Linked DNA regions of Canis lupus: region 1 is linked to region 2. A link is a contact called in public Hi-C data. All regions are on one chromosome and are shown on one strand. Each heading gives the region's core, a stretch centred on a gene start, on an enhancer-like site or on the middle of the called end of the contact. The rest is flanking DNA. Distances are from core to core; before and after follow the strand shown.

Region 1 (6,059 bases), core at 2,716-5,215, 87 kb after region 2:
GGTATTGCTGCTGGGAAAGACGCAGAGAGGAGCCCAGAGGGAGGACGAGTGCAGAGACCAGAAGGAACGAGGCTTGAGGCACACCTCCTTCATGGCCAGGGAGAGAAGACGGAGCCTGCGAAGGAGACAGAAGGAGCAGCCAGAGAGGTGGGAAGAAACCCAAGGGACTGTGGGCCGCAGAAGCCCAGGATACCAGCAACATCAAAATTGGAAAACCCAGAATCTTCAGAAGAGGGCTGCAAAATGACTTTTGCCTGGGTGACACAGAGACCCTTAGTGACCTCGCTGATGGCTATTTCTGCAGAGTGCTGGTGGCAGGAGCCAGGCTGGTGAGGGTGGAAGCCAAGGTGAACAGGGAACAAGTGGAGGTATCAAGTATAGACAACCCATGGGGTGTCATGACAAGGGGGCGGGAGAGATGGCAGTGGCTGGGAAGGGGTGTTGTGGGGTCGAGGCAGGGATTGTGTGTTGTGTTTCACGTGAGGATCTTGAGCTGACTTTGATGCAAACTAGCCTAGAAACAGCAGAGGATGGTCGAAAGAATTTGGCTTTGACCTCAGTTTAAATTTCATCTGTGACAGGTTGTGGCTAGACTGCCTCAGCTGTAACCCCAGCTCTCCACTCAGGTCACACCAGGGAGTGAGCGTGGGTCAGTTACGTGCTATGCCATGGTTTCCCTTTCTGTCAAATGAGCATAGTCATGGGACCCACCCATAGAATTGCTGGAAGAAGTGAGATAATTCCTGCAAAGTGCTTAGAACAGTGAGTGCCCTGGGCAGAGTTAGTGCTTGTGGGGCGCATCAACTGCTATTAGTCTTACCAGTGAATTGACCTTGGCCGTGCCATTTAACCTTCCATTTTTCTTTCTTTTCTTTTTTTTTTTTTAAGATTTTATTTTATTCACAAGAGACACAGAGAGAGGCAGACACAGAAGCAGGATCCTCAGGGAGCCCGATGTAGGACTCGATCCCAGGACCCCAGGATCACAACCTGAGCCTAAGGCAGATGCTCAACCACTGAGCCACCCAGGTGCCCCCCATCTGTCTTTCAAGCTCTCATTTAGCTTCTCATCATTCCTCTCTTGATTGCTCTAAGGATTCAAAGCACGTGGTACATAACACCCAATTGCACTTCCCTTAATCCTTTTTTTCTTCATTCTTTATACAGTAATAATATTTCACATATGAATCCTTACTATATGCTGAGCATTTTACCTATTGCCTTAATTATCCTACTGTGTGAGGAAGGTGTGACATTGGGAAGCGGGTATCTCCCCGAGTTTACAGGTGAGGAAACGGAGGGGGGCGTATAGATTGCGACTGGCCCAAGGGCATAGACAAAGTGGTGGCGCTGCGATCTAAACGATTTCTTTTTCAAATATCGATGCTGGAGCGGGTGATGGCCCTTCGTCTGTGAATTCAGTGGTTGGTCCTTTACTGCTGTGCGGCTTCAGACTGATGCTCCTCATAGGATGCCTAGCCTCCCTCTGAGCAGGAACACTTTGCTGCCCCCTTGTGACTCATCAAGGTCTTCCTTCCAAATTCGGCTTCATTAAAAAAAAAAAAAAGGATATCTCTTTTCTTTCTTTCAAGATTTTATCCATTTATTCATGAGAGACACAGAGAGAGGCAGAGATACAGGCAGAGGGAGAAGCAGGCTCCATGCAGGGAGCCCAATGTGGGACTCGATCCCAGGACTCCAGGGTCACACCCTGGGCCGAAGGCAGGGGCCAAACCGTTGAGCCACCCGGGATGGATGCCTGAGTATCTCTTTTCTATTATAATAATTTCCTCCTAGGAAAGGTGTTGCTATGGCAGCGGCAAGGAAAAGAGATAATTGGGGTTGACTTCTTCTAATAGAGAGGAGACAAACATGGGTGTCTCTTACACCAACGGGGGTGGTACGCCCGGTATATTTTCCCCCAAGGGAAAAAAGCAACACAGCAGCTGACCTTGGTGGAGGGGAATGTTCTGACAACCAATTCAGGCTACAGAGCCTCCCCACTGCTGGATTTCTCCAAGCAGGGCTCCCAGTTTGTGTCCCGCCTCAGCTCCCAGGAAAGCGGGTACTGGCCCTGCATCTGTTCCTGGACCTCACAAGAAGGATCCAGGGGAGCTGTGGGAGGGCTGCCGGCTCCTGGTTCTGCCCACTGTTGCTTCTGTTCACGCACAGCTGGCCCTGGCCCACTGGGTACCTTGGCACTCCTAGAGATACCACTTGTGGATGGGGGCCGCAGTGAGGCGCCTGGGCAAAGCCAGACCTCCTAAGGTCAGGTGTAGATACCAGACTGTCTTCCGGAGAACTTCCTTGAAATGGTTAGTCCGCTACCCATGGAATTAAGATGGTCGGCAGGCACCTGCTACAATGTGAGGATGCTACTGGAATAGAATGGAAGGTTCAGTGTGACTTTACTGGTGTATTTTTTAAGGAATTAATTTTTTTTATAGATTTTATTTATTTATTCATAAGAGACACAGAGAGAGAGAGGCACAGAGACACAGGCAGAGGGAGAAGCAGGTTCCATGCAAGGAGCCAGATGTGGGACTCGATCCTGGGTCTCCAGGATCACACCCCGGGCTGCAGGCGGCGCTAAACCGCTGCGCCACCGGGGCTGCCCTGGTGTATTTTATATATGCACGTAGAGGCATCTATTGTTCTGTATACACACATGTGCATGTTGATGCCTACACACATACCAGGGGAGGTTATGTCCAGATATTAAGTGTTTAGCACCAAGGATACAAGACTGTGGATGGGTTTTCTCTACACTTTCTAAATATTCTCTAGTAAATACGCACTAGATCCAAAAGCCCTGACTCTAAGGTGCATTCACCCTAACAGAACCCTGAGCAGCCATAGGTCCCACCTATGATAAGTTTTAAAATTTTTCAGTTGAGCATATTTGAAGATCTAATTGGCTTTATTCGACAATTCATGGATTGAGCAGCATCCCACCCAGCAAATAGAAAGGAGCTCTGAAGAGCTACACAAAATAAAGGGCTTTTATGGACAGAGAGGGGGCAGGAAAAGGAAATTTCTAACAAATAGTGGATTTTAAAAAATATTTGTGAGAGAGAGAAAGAGAGAACGCAGGCATGCATGGGGGGGGGGGGCAGAGGAAGAGGGAGAGAAGCAGACTCCCCACTGAGCAGGGAGCCTGATATGGGGTTCCATCTCATGACCCATGAGATCATGACTGGAGCTGAAATCAAGAGTTGGATGCTCAATCAGCTGAACCACCCAGGCATTCACAAGAGTGGATTGTTTTAGGCAAGGTCATTGTCTTATTGGGGACAGGCAAGGTTTGTCAGGTAGATTACCTCCCTAGCTGACCAGTGCTACTCAACCAGATTGACTGGTTGAGTTTACATTCCTGGGAGAGGCTGAAACTGCAGGTAGGTTAGGTATTAAGTCTTAGTTTGCCAATGTGGGGCTTAGCACGAATGACTCCATTTTCAGCCTGCTATTTCTTTTTTTTTTAACAGATAGATTTTTAAAATTCAGTCTTGTTGTCTCCAAAACACATGATCAAACTTGTCAGATAGTGGGTCCTAATTCTGGAGTTTGGAAACTAAAGTCATTGTGGTTGAGAGGTTAGTGTCTGTTTCTAGAAAGTTTGGGTAGGGGGCACCTGGGTGGTTCAGTGGCTGAGTGTCTCCCTTTGGCTCAGGTGGTGATCCTGGGGTTCTGGGATCAAGTCCCACATCGGGCTCCCTGCGGGGAACCTGCTTCTCTCTCTGCCTATGTCTCTGCCTCTCTCTGTGTGTCTCTCATGAATAAATAAATAAAATCTTTTTAAAAATTTCTTTAAAATAATAGATAGATAGATAGATAGATAGATAGATAGATAGATAGATAGAGCCTGGAGGCCAGAAGGGGGAGCTATAGTGCCCCACTACTCCTCATCAATGGCAAACCCGGCAGGATGAGAGGTACCTGACCTCCTCGCCCAGCAACAAGCTCAGCCAATAAGAAAGTAGCACAACTCAGCCAATGAGAAACTGCCACCCCTAAACTTTCGGTTTCCTCCAATAAGCTTTAGTTCAAAGTAGCGCCTTCCAACTTCCTCTTTTTCTCTATAAAGTAACATTCCTATCCCCTTTGCCTTTTTAAAGATTTTAAGTAATTTCTACCCCCACGGTGGGGCTTGAACTCACAACCCCGAGATTAAGAGGCACAATGGCCATTGACTGAGCTGGCCAGGCACCCCTCCTCTCCTTTGAGCTCCCCACTTGCCAGCTTTGCGTCCCTTTCATGCCCTGAATTGCAGTTTCCCCCTTTCAGAATAATTCATTTTGCTGATGTAGCAACTGGCTGTTTTACTTTTAAGGTCGACAGATTTCAGAGAAGAATCAATGGGAAATTTTATCTGTTCACACACAAACACACAGAGACGCTTTTATTTTTTTACTTTACAAAATATAAGCATTTATTTGTATTTATTTAAATTCAAATAATTAACATATCATGTATTATTCGTTTCATAGGTCAGGGACTCATCAGTTGCACGTCACACCCAGTGCTCATTACATCACGTGCCCTCCTTAGTGCCCATCACCCAGTTACCCCAACCCCCACCCCCTCCTGCAGCAGCCCTCAGTTTATTCCCTATGGTTAAGAGTCTCTCATGGTTTGTCTCCCTCTCTGATTTCGTCTTGTTTCATTTTTCCCTCCCTTCCCCCGTGATCCTGTTTTGTTTCTTAAATTCCACACATGAGTGAGATCATATGGATACGGGACAGCTAGGTTCTTGTCTCACCGAGTCCAAGGACGAATCCTGCTGACAACAGAGAGTGAGCAAAGCCATAGAAGTATATTAAGCACAGATACAGAGAAAGCTCCCAGAAGTCCCACGGGTCCCAACAGGGGTGCCACTGAGGGATTTTATGGTCTTTTATAGGAAACTGACCAACTGACTTGGTAAATTTCTTGTCAATATCAGGGTGGCTACCCCAAAGATACAGATGCAGTGAAACGCCGGGACACCTGCACCCCGATGTTTATAGCAGCAATGGCCACGGTAGCCAAACTGTGGAAGGAGCCTCGGTGTCCATCGAAAGATGAATGGATAAAGAAGATGTGGTCTATGTATACAATGGAATATTACTCAGCCATTAGAAACGACAAATACCCACCATTTGCTTCAATGTGGATGGAACTGGAGGGTATTATGCTGAGTGAAGTAAGTCAGTCGGAGAAGGACAAACATTATATGGTCTCATTCATTTGGGGAATATAAATAATAGTGAAAGGGAATATAAGGGAAGGGAGAAGAAATGTGTGGGAAATATCAGAAAGGGAGACAGAACGTACAGACTCCTAACTCTGGGAAACGAACTAGGGGTGGTGGAAGGGGAGGAGGGCGGGGGGTGGGAGTGAATGGGTGACGGGCACTGGGGGTTATTCTGTATGTTAGTAAATTGAACACCAATAAAAAATAAATTAAAAAAAATATCAGGGTGGATTTTAGCAGAAACACGGGTGGACTAGTAACTATCATAATAACAAACAAGATGTTTTTGTAAATATCATGAGCCCAAGCAAGGTGTTCCCTTCTCTCTGGTTAATATTTCCTCCATAATATTTCCCTACAGCTGGGATTTCTGTGAGCCTAGTCAGGTAGCCCGTGGCCTTGAGATTCTTGTGCCGTCTTGGTTTGAGCAGGGACTATTGATAACACCTTAATGACATATTTCTGTGATTACTCAGTAGCCATTAAAGGGGGGATACTCCCTAACATTTTGGAGCTGGGGGATCAAGTTTATTTTTTCTGTTTTTACTGTCTTATCTCTGTTTTCTTGGGACGGGTAGGAGCCTGACTCTGGGGCCTTTCCTTTATCTTTTCCTGTCTGCCCCTAATTTGTTCCTACATCAATATGATAATTGTCTTTCTCTGATTGACTTATTTCGCTTAGCCAAATACCCTCTAGTTCCATCCACATTATTGCAAATGGCAAGATTTCTTTTTTTTTGATGGCTGAGTAGTATTCCAGTGTGTGTGGGTGTGTGTGTGGGGGGTTGCGGGTATATATATATAACCACCCAGTGTTAAGAGGGTC
Region 2 (6,656 bases), core at 1,166-3,665:
TCTCATCTCCTCTTCTTTTTTCTGGAGCTCCCCTAGGAACTCATTCCTTTTGGCCTCATATGTCTCCTGTAAGCTGCAAATATGGTCAGGTTAATTCCCCTGCCTTTATTTATTTATTTATTTTCCCCTGCCTTTAGAATGGCTCTTATTCAATGAAAACTGGCTCCAGTGGTCCTCCTTGGGTTCCCCACCACCACCACCATCCTCCTTTTCCCCAATTCTGAGACAGGTGCAAAAACAGAACCACAAAGCTGTAGGCAGCTGGCCTGGCATGTGACAGCAGGGTCACAAGGCTGCTTAAGTGGGGGCGGGGCAGCCCTGGTGAACTGACATATTTACAACTGGAAGTGACTCAGAACACCTGTTTCTCTGCCCTGGTGATACAGATGAGGAAAGAGGACCAGAGAGGCAAGGTGATTTGCTCAAGACCACACAGCTAGTTACAGGCAAGGGAGGGACCCGAAGCTGGGTCTCTCATCTTAATCTGGGTCCTTCCTCTGCACTGGACTCCCAGGTTCTGGCTCTGAAACTGACCACATTAATGAACTATTTCAAAAAAACACTTGATGAGATTCCATTGTGTGCTACGCACAGGACTCAGTGATACTATGCTAGTCATTCAACATCTCAAGCCAACAGCCACTGTGCCCACCATCAAGGAACTCACGGTCTACCTGGGAGATGCCTGAGCCAAGTCTCCCTGCCCCCAGCCTCAGGTTTAAAGCAACAGGAGCCAGCCTAGTGAAGAAGAGGAGGAATCATGCTCCAAAGAGGGCAGATGTGGAAGGGCACACGTGGAGAGAGGATGATGTACTTGGGGAGCCAGGCAGAGTCCAACATGGCCGGAGACGATCACAGAAGCTGTGGAGTACAGGGAGGTGGGGTTCCTGAGTCTCGCAGGAAAGACTGGGTGTTGGATGCCACATTACAGGCCTGGTCATTTATCCATGGCAGGGTTTCAAGCAGGAGGACTGACTTCATACAATTTGAAAATGAGAAAGACCACCCTGGCTGTTGCATGAAGGAGAGACTTCCCAACAATCCAAATAAATGATTGGATCTCTCACTTCCATAAGAAAGCCATAAAAAATAATGAGATCTTGTCATATGGCCCGATATGGATGGAGCTAGGAGGTGTAAGGCTAGGTGAAATAAGTCAGTCCGAGAAAGACAAATGCCATGTAATTTCACTCATAAGTGCAACTTAAGAAACAAAACAAACGAATAAAGAAAAAAGAGGCAAACCCAGACCCTTAAATACAGAGAACAAACCGTGGTTGCCAAGGGGGCGGTGGGTGGCATATGAAGGAAACAGGATAAAAAGAAATAATGGGATCTGAATGTTAAGGGCTGGTAGAGATGAAGGATTTGGGGGAACTTAAGAACAGTGAGGGAAGCAGGACTCCTAGGACTTGGGGACGCCTGAGTGGCTCTGTGGTTGAGCATCTGCCTTTGGCTCAGGGCATGATCCCGGAATCCTTGGATCGAGTCCCACATCGGGCTCCTGGCAGGAAGCCTGCTTCTGTCTCTGTCTATGTCTCTGCCTCTTTCTCTGTGTCTCTCATAAATAAATTTTTAAAAAAATCTTTTTTAAAAAAAGGAACTCCTAGGACTTGGAAGGAATTTCAAATGATTTGAGTGTTTTGGCTTGGGCAACCAGGTGGATGGTGGAATCATGAAGTGCAGCAGGGAATGCTGGACGTTTAAAAAGGAAGATGAACTGAAACTTAGACCGCTGGACTTTTTGAGGTACGTCCTCCGTGGGATGTCTGAGCGAGAATATCTGGTAGGCAGTTGGAGCAATGGGCTTGGAGTTCAAAAGTAAGATTTTGCGTGGGAGTCATTTCTTTCTAGGTGGGAAGTAGGGCCGATAGTAGAAAGAAGCTGCTGCCAAGAGAACACAGAGTGACAGGAGCAGGGGCCTGAGGAGAGACCCCTGGGGCATACCAACATGTAAAGGAAAAAGCTGAAGAAGAGGAGTCTGCCAATGAGACCCAGAGGGTAGCGAGAGAGAAGGACTTGAACCAGCCAGGCCAGTGCTTAAAAAGCCAAAGGCTGAGGGAATTTCAGCAAAGAGGCAGTAGGGAGGAATATCTAACGTTCAGGTGAAATCGGAAAAGATGGGACTCAGAGGCCCCATCATGGCCAGTCAATGTGATTGTTGACCTCAGAGAGAGGCATTTCAGAGGCGCAGGGGTGGGGGGCAGGAGCCAGTAAATACAAACAACTCTTTTTCTCACCAGAGCTAAACTTCTTGAAAGAGCAGGGAATGGTGAGGAGGAGGAGCTAAGGGAGCTGTTTCTTCAGGATGCGCATGTTTGCATGCAATAAGGGAAGAAGACTCAGGTAAACAGGCGTTCAGAATGGAGCAGGAGGAGGGGAGGGGCCTAGAGAGGAACCGGCAGAGGCACACCTCTTCCCCCACAGATGCAGATTAAAGCTATGGGAGGGGAAGGAGAGAGCAAACCGAGGGAGTGCCCACCAGAGAGATAAGCACAATTTCCTCCATCCCAGCAGCTCCAGCAGCCCCTGCCCCTGAAGGGGAGCGAGTCCACCCTTCTGGAACCAGGCATCCCTGCAGGACTGGCCATGCTCTGCCCAGAGGCCAAGAGGCCAACTTCGTGCTCTGAAGCACCCCCCTCCCGTCCTAACTGAGGCCTGGCACTTCCTGAGGGGGCACTGAGCTGTAACAAAGAACACCACTAGGTAATTTAAAATGTGGGGCGTATGTCTTGCATCACGCATACAGATCAGACGAGGACACTTGGCAGACGGCTCCTGTGGGGCTAATAAACTGCTTTCGGAGACATGCCTCTCCTCTGAAAGCTTCTCAGATTCGGATTTGAGAAGTATAACAAGGATTAACATCTGGTGGTCAAAACAAAACTTGCACCCGAACTTCGGCACTAAGGACAGCACCTGAAGAGCCTGAAGGTCCCTGATGTGCGTGTGCAACAACTGTAACCGGGTCCCATCTGGTCCCATAGACTGGGTTTGGTAAGGGGAAGGAGGGGAAGGAGCCGCCCGGAAACCTGGCGGGGCAGAGGACAGGCACAGACTGCCATGCTGCAGAACAAAGCCTCTGGCACAACTGACCGCGGCTGATGCCCGTGCGTGTGTGTGTGTGTGTGTGTGCGCGCGCGTGTGTCTGTGTGGCAGGGAGCCCATGGGCCTTGCTGGTCGTCTGGGCCTCCTCCCTGCGCTCACCAAGCCCACTCTGCCACTGCAGAGGGGACAAGTAGAAGGGGCAAGTGACAGCCCTGCTGCTGTAGGTCCCGGCACCTGTGTCTCGCTTCCCTGGGTGATTCCTCCCCAGCCAGCCTTCCCCAGCCACTGGGTGGGCTGGGCTGGCCAGAGGGGTACCTGAAGGGTTTGCTGTCGGGGTCGGTGTCCTTGAAGCCCATCTCCTCCAGCTTGCAGCGCCGGTACAGCTCGTAGTGCCGGCTGTGGGTCTGCTCCCGGAGGTCATCCATGTTCACCCGGATCAGCATCTCCCGCAGCTTCACGAAGTCGCAGTGGGCCTCGTTCTCGACTGCACAGCAGGGGAGGGGGATTGAAAGCATACTGAAAGGAGGGCCAGAAGCAGCGGAAATGGATGAATGGAGAGGCCAGATGCCTCACAGCCACATTGCCTTTCCATCTGTGTACATGGAGCCTGTGAATTTGCCTCCTGACTCACTTTTCCACTGAAAACGCACATGGAAAGTTACAGGGCTGACAGTAGTGGAAAACTGCAAGACCATAAAAAATATCTAAGAAAACATTCAGTAGCACCTCAACCCAAATTCACCAATCAGGCACTCAGGGGAATGTTCGTTTGCTCTTCACCACTTTTAGGCTAATAGCAAATGCACATTCAGCCATCTGTCCAATAAATATTTGCAGCATCTCTGCTCCTGCTATTGTGTGACTCACCGGGAATTCAGAAACGAAGTCATGGAGTCTTGCCCTAAGGAGCTTACAGTGTAGTGGAAGAAAAGATGCAAATAGACAAATATAATACAATGCAAAAATTACCAAAATGGAGGTATATGGCCAAGGTGCAGTGCAAGCTCAGAAGAGGGGAGCCCAAGAAGCACCAGCAGAGAGAAGGCTTCACCAGAGGCAACCCTTAAGATGACTCTTGAGGGAAGAATCAGAATTTATCAGGCAGATCAGCAAATAGCCCACACAAGGTCTCAACAAGGTTAGGCAAGGTTCCATAGCTAGCAAGTTGCAGTTAGGATTGAAATGCAGGCGATCTAAAGGAGAGGCAAAGGCTCTGAGCAGGTGCCAGGTCTCCAAAGAATAAAGGGGAAGAACTAGGACATCTATAGGTGGCAGTGAGACAAGGAGGGGTGTGGACCAAGGTGTGGCCCATCTGGATGGTAGGTAGTAGCTTCAAAGGAGGTGCTTTTTAGAGGATGGATAATGGCCTGAAAGCAGCAATGATGACCAGGACAAAGTGGACCTCACTTTCTAGCCTGAATGAACAAGCCTCCCTCCTCAAAAGAGTATGGCAAAGATTTGCATTTGGGCCAGTGGCCAAGAAGGACAGAAATAGACCAAATCATAACAAAGTGGACTTCCAGTTGGAACACAAGGTTGTGAGCAGTGTTCTGGTATGTGCCTCAGCCATGGCTGCGGTGGGGTTGCCTGAGATGATAAACTGACATAGTCACCCTAGGTTCTGTCTTCCAGGGCCAGGGAGAGGGGTGTGGGGGCAGGGAGGGGGTCCAGGATGACAGGTGGGCCTTGTGGCAGAGTAACCCTTCCAAAGCTTGGATGGGCTCACATAACCCTTCTGCTGAAAATCCATTGCCTTGGGGTACCTGGCTGGCTCAGTCGGAAGAACATTGCAACCCTTGATCTTGGGGTCGTGGGTTTGAGCCCCACATTGGGTGTAGAGATTATTTAAATAAATAAAACCTTAAAAGCTTTTCTTAAAGATCCATTTCCTTGGGGATAAAGCTCCTCGCTGCCATAGAACATAAGCTAATATTAAAAATCCCATCAGTCAGGCAACTTCTCAGGAATAGTTCTTCCTCCATCTCCAGATAGTGATCCCTGGTGGCCAGTCAGGAATGACTCCAAAAACAAAAACAAAAACAAACAAAAAAACAAACAAACAAAAAACACAAAAATTTAAAAAAAAGGAGTGACTCCAAGGTCACTTGAACAGAACAGTGAACTCCAACTTATCAGAAAAACCTTCAAAAACCCTTTGTTGGTTAGGTGTGCGTGATCTAAATTAGAGGAAGTCACTGGAACCATGTCTGCTGGTTTCTCCTCATTTTACTTTAGGCTCCTGTCTCTCAGACCACAAACTCACTCCCAGTTAGGACTCTGGGTCCAGGAACCATTCACAAATGTTCCTCAGATGGCAGAGAAGACCAAAACCTAGCACAGCTCTGATAACCAGTCTTGTCCTACCTATGGAAAATCTAGCGATCACTGGAGAGTCTATGGCATGCCCTAAAGCATGCTAGCCTTGTATGCAAGATGGACAATTTCTCACCCACTTCCCGTTGTTTGTTCAGTGGCAGGGATGAGGGTGCAGTGAATCAGCCAGCCTCTCACACATGGTGCCCCTGTGCTCAGAGACCCAGCCTAGAGCTGAAGACTTGAAGACACCTCTTCCTCCAATGGCAGCGTCCCAGGCCTTGCTTCATCCATAGAACTGACTAGTCCCACGGGTAGCTTATGCCGTGGTCAGGCACACCATGAAAGGAAGTTTCCTGAGTGTATATACATCTGTTTTGAAATTGTATAATAACCATATATATATGTATATATATACAAATATATATATATATACACACATACAGAAATAAAGAAGAAATTAATAACAATGTGTCTATAACGCAGGTGAAATAGTACCAGCACCTTGTGTCTCTTGACCTGGTCTTGAAAGAGACTTAACCACTATCCTGATTTGGGCTTTATCATCCTTCCTTTCTCTCTCTTTTTTTTTTTTAAAGATTTTATTTATTTATTCATGAGAGACACACACACAGAGAGAGAGGCAGAGACACAGGCAGAAGGAGAAGCAGGCTCCATGCGGGAGCCCTATGTGGGACTCGATCCCAGGACTCCAGGATCACGCCCTGGGCTAAAGGCGGCGCTAAACTGCTGAGCCACCCGGGCTGCCTTATTATCCTTTTTCTTTATAGTTTCGTCACTTATGTACGAATTACTCAAAATATAGATCTTGTTCCATTTTGTCTACTTTGGGAATTCATATTGATGGAATCACATGGCATGCATTCTTCTATGATTTATTGCGTTCAACATTATGTTTCTGAGGTTCATTCGTGCAGCAGTAACTATAATCCATTCATTTTCGCCACTGTCTGACATCCCATTAGATGAACATTTTGCAATTCATCTGATCTATTTTTGGTGGATATCTGGGTTGTTTGCTGATCATCTGCTATATTCTTGTACGTCTCCTAGTGCCCTTGGGCCAATACACATGCTTTCTCACATATTCCTTCTTACCTGGCTCCCCCTACATGTGTTTTTGTTTTAGGAATGCTTTCTCCATGAGGGACAAAGAGAGCTTGCTCACAGCAGAGAATCCAGGTGTGGGGCCAGAGTTTGCCCATCGCTGCCAGAAGCCCAAGCCAAAGGAGTACAGACCAGGGGACAAATTAGGGACTGGTCACATAACGGCT

What was found. Hi-C and Micro-C count contacts between places; a contact is called where the count stands out from the background.
Region 1: a contact with region 2 is called in a Hi-C map of blood, with 3 times the contacts expected there. The contact joins two enhancer-like sites. A contact is called at or near these places in 3 of 9 Hi-C or Micro-C datasets (amygdala and blood).

What each region holds. Positions count from the first base shown.
Region 1 is chrX:92,424,191-92,430,249 of UU_Cfam_GSD_1.0, forward strand. No RefSeq gene overlaps it. Among named protein-coding and RNA genes, the nearest start is that of SOWAHD, 30 kb to the right of the region's middle. Within about 2 kb of position 3,966, at least 1 of the 20 cell types and tissues checked has an H3K27ac peak or open chromatin away from gene starts, as enhancers often do. A contact at or near this core is called in blood, where this site is marked.
Region 2 is chrX:92,338,571-92,345,226 of UU_Cfam_GSD_1.0, forward strand. It overlaps SEPTIN6 (septin-6), which reads right to left. Exons shown (of 10, transcript XM_038588184.1): 7 at 3,364-3,532; 8 at 1-73. Among named protein-coding and RNA genes, the nearest start is that of NKRF, 23 kb to the left of the region's middle. Within about 2 kb of position 2,416, at least 4 of the 20 cell types and tissues checked have an H3K27ac peak or open chromatin away from gene starts, as enhancers often do. A contact at or near this core is called in blood, where this site is marked.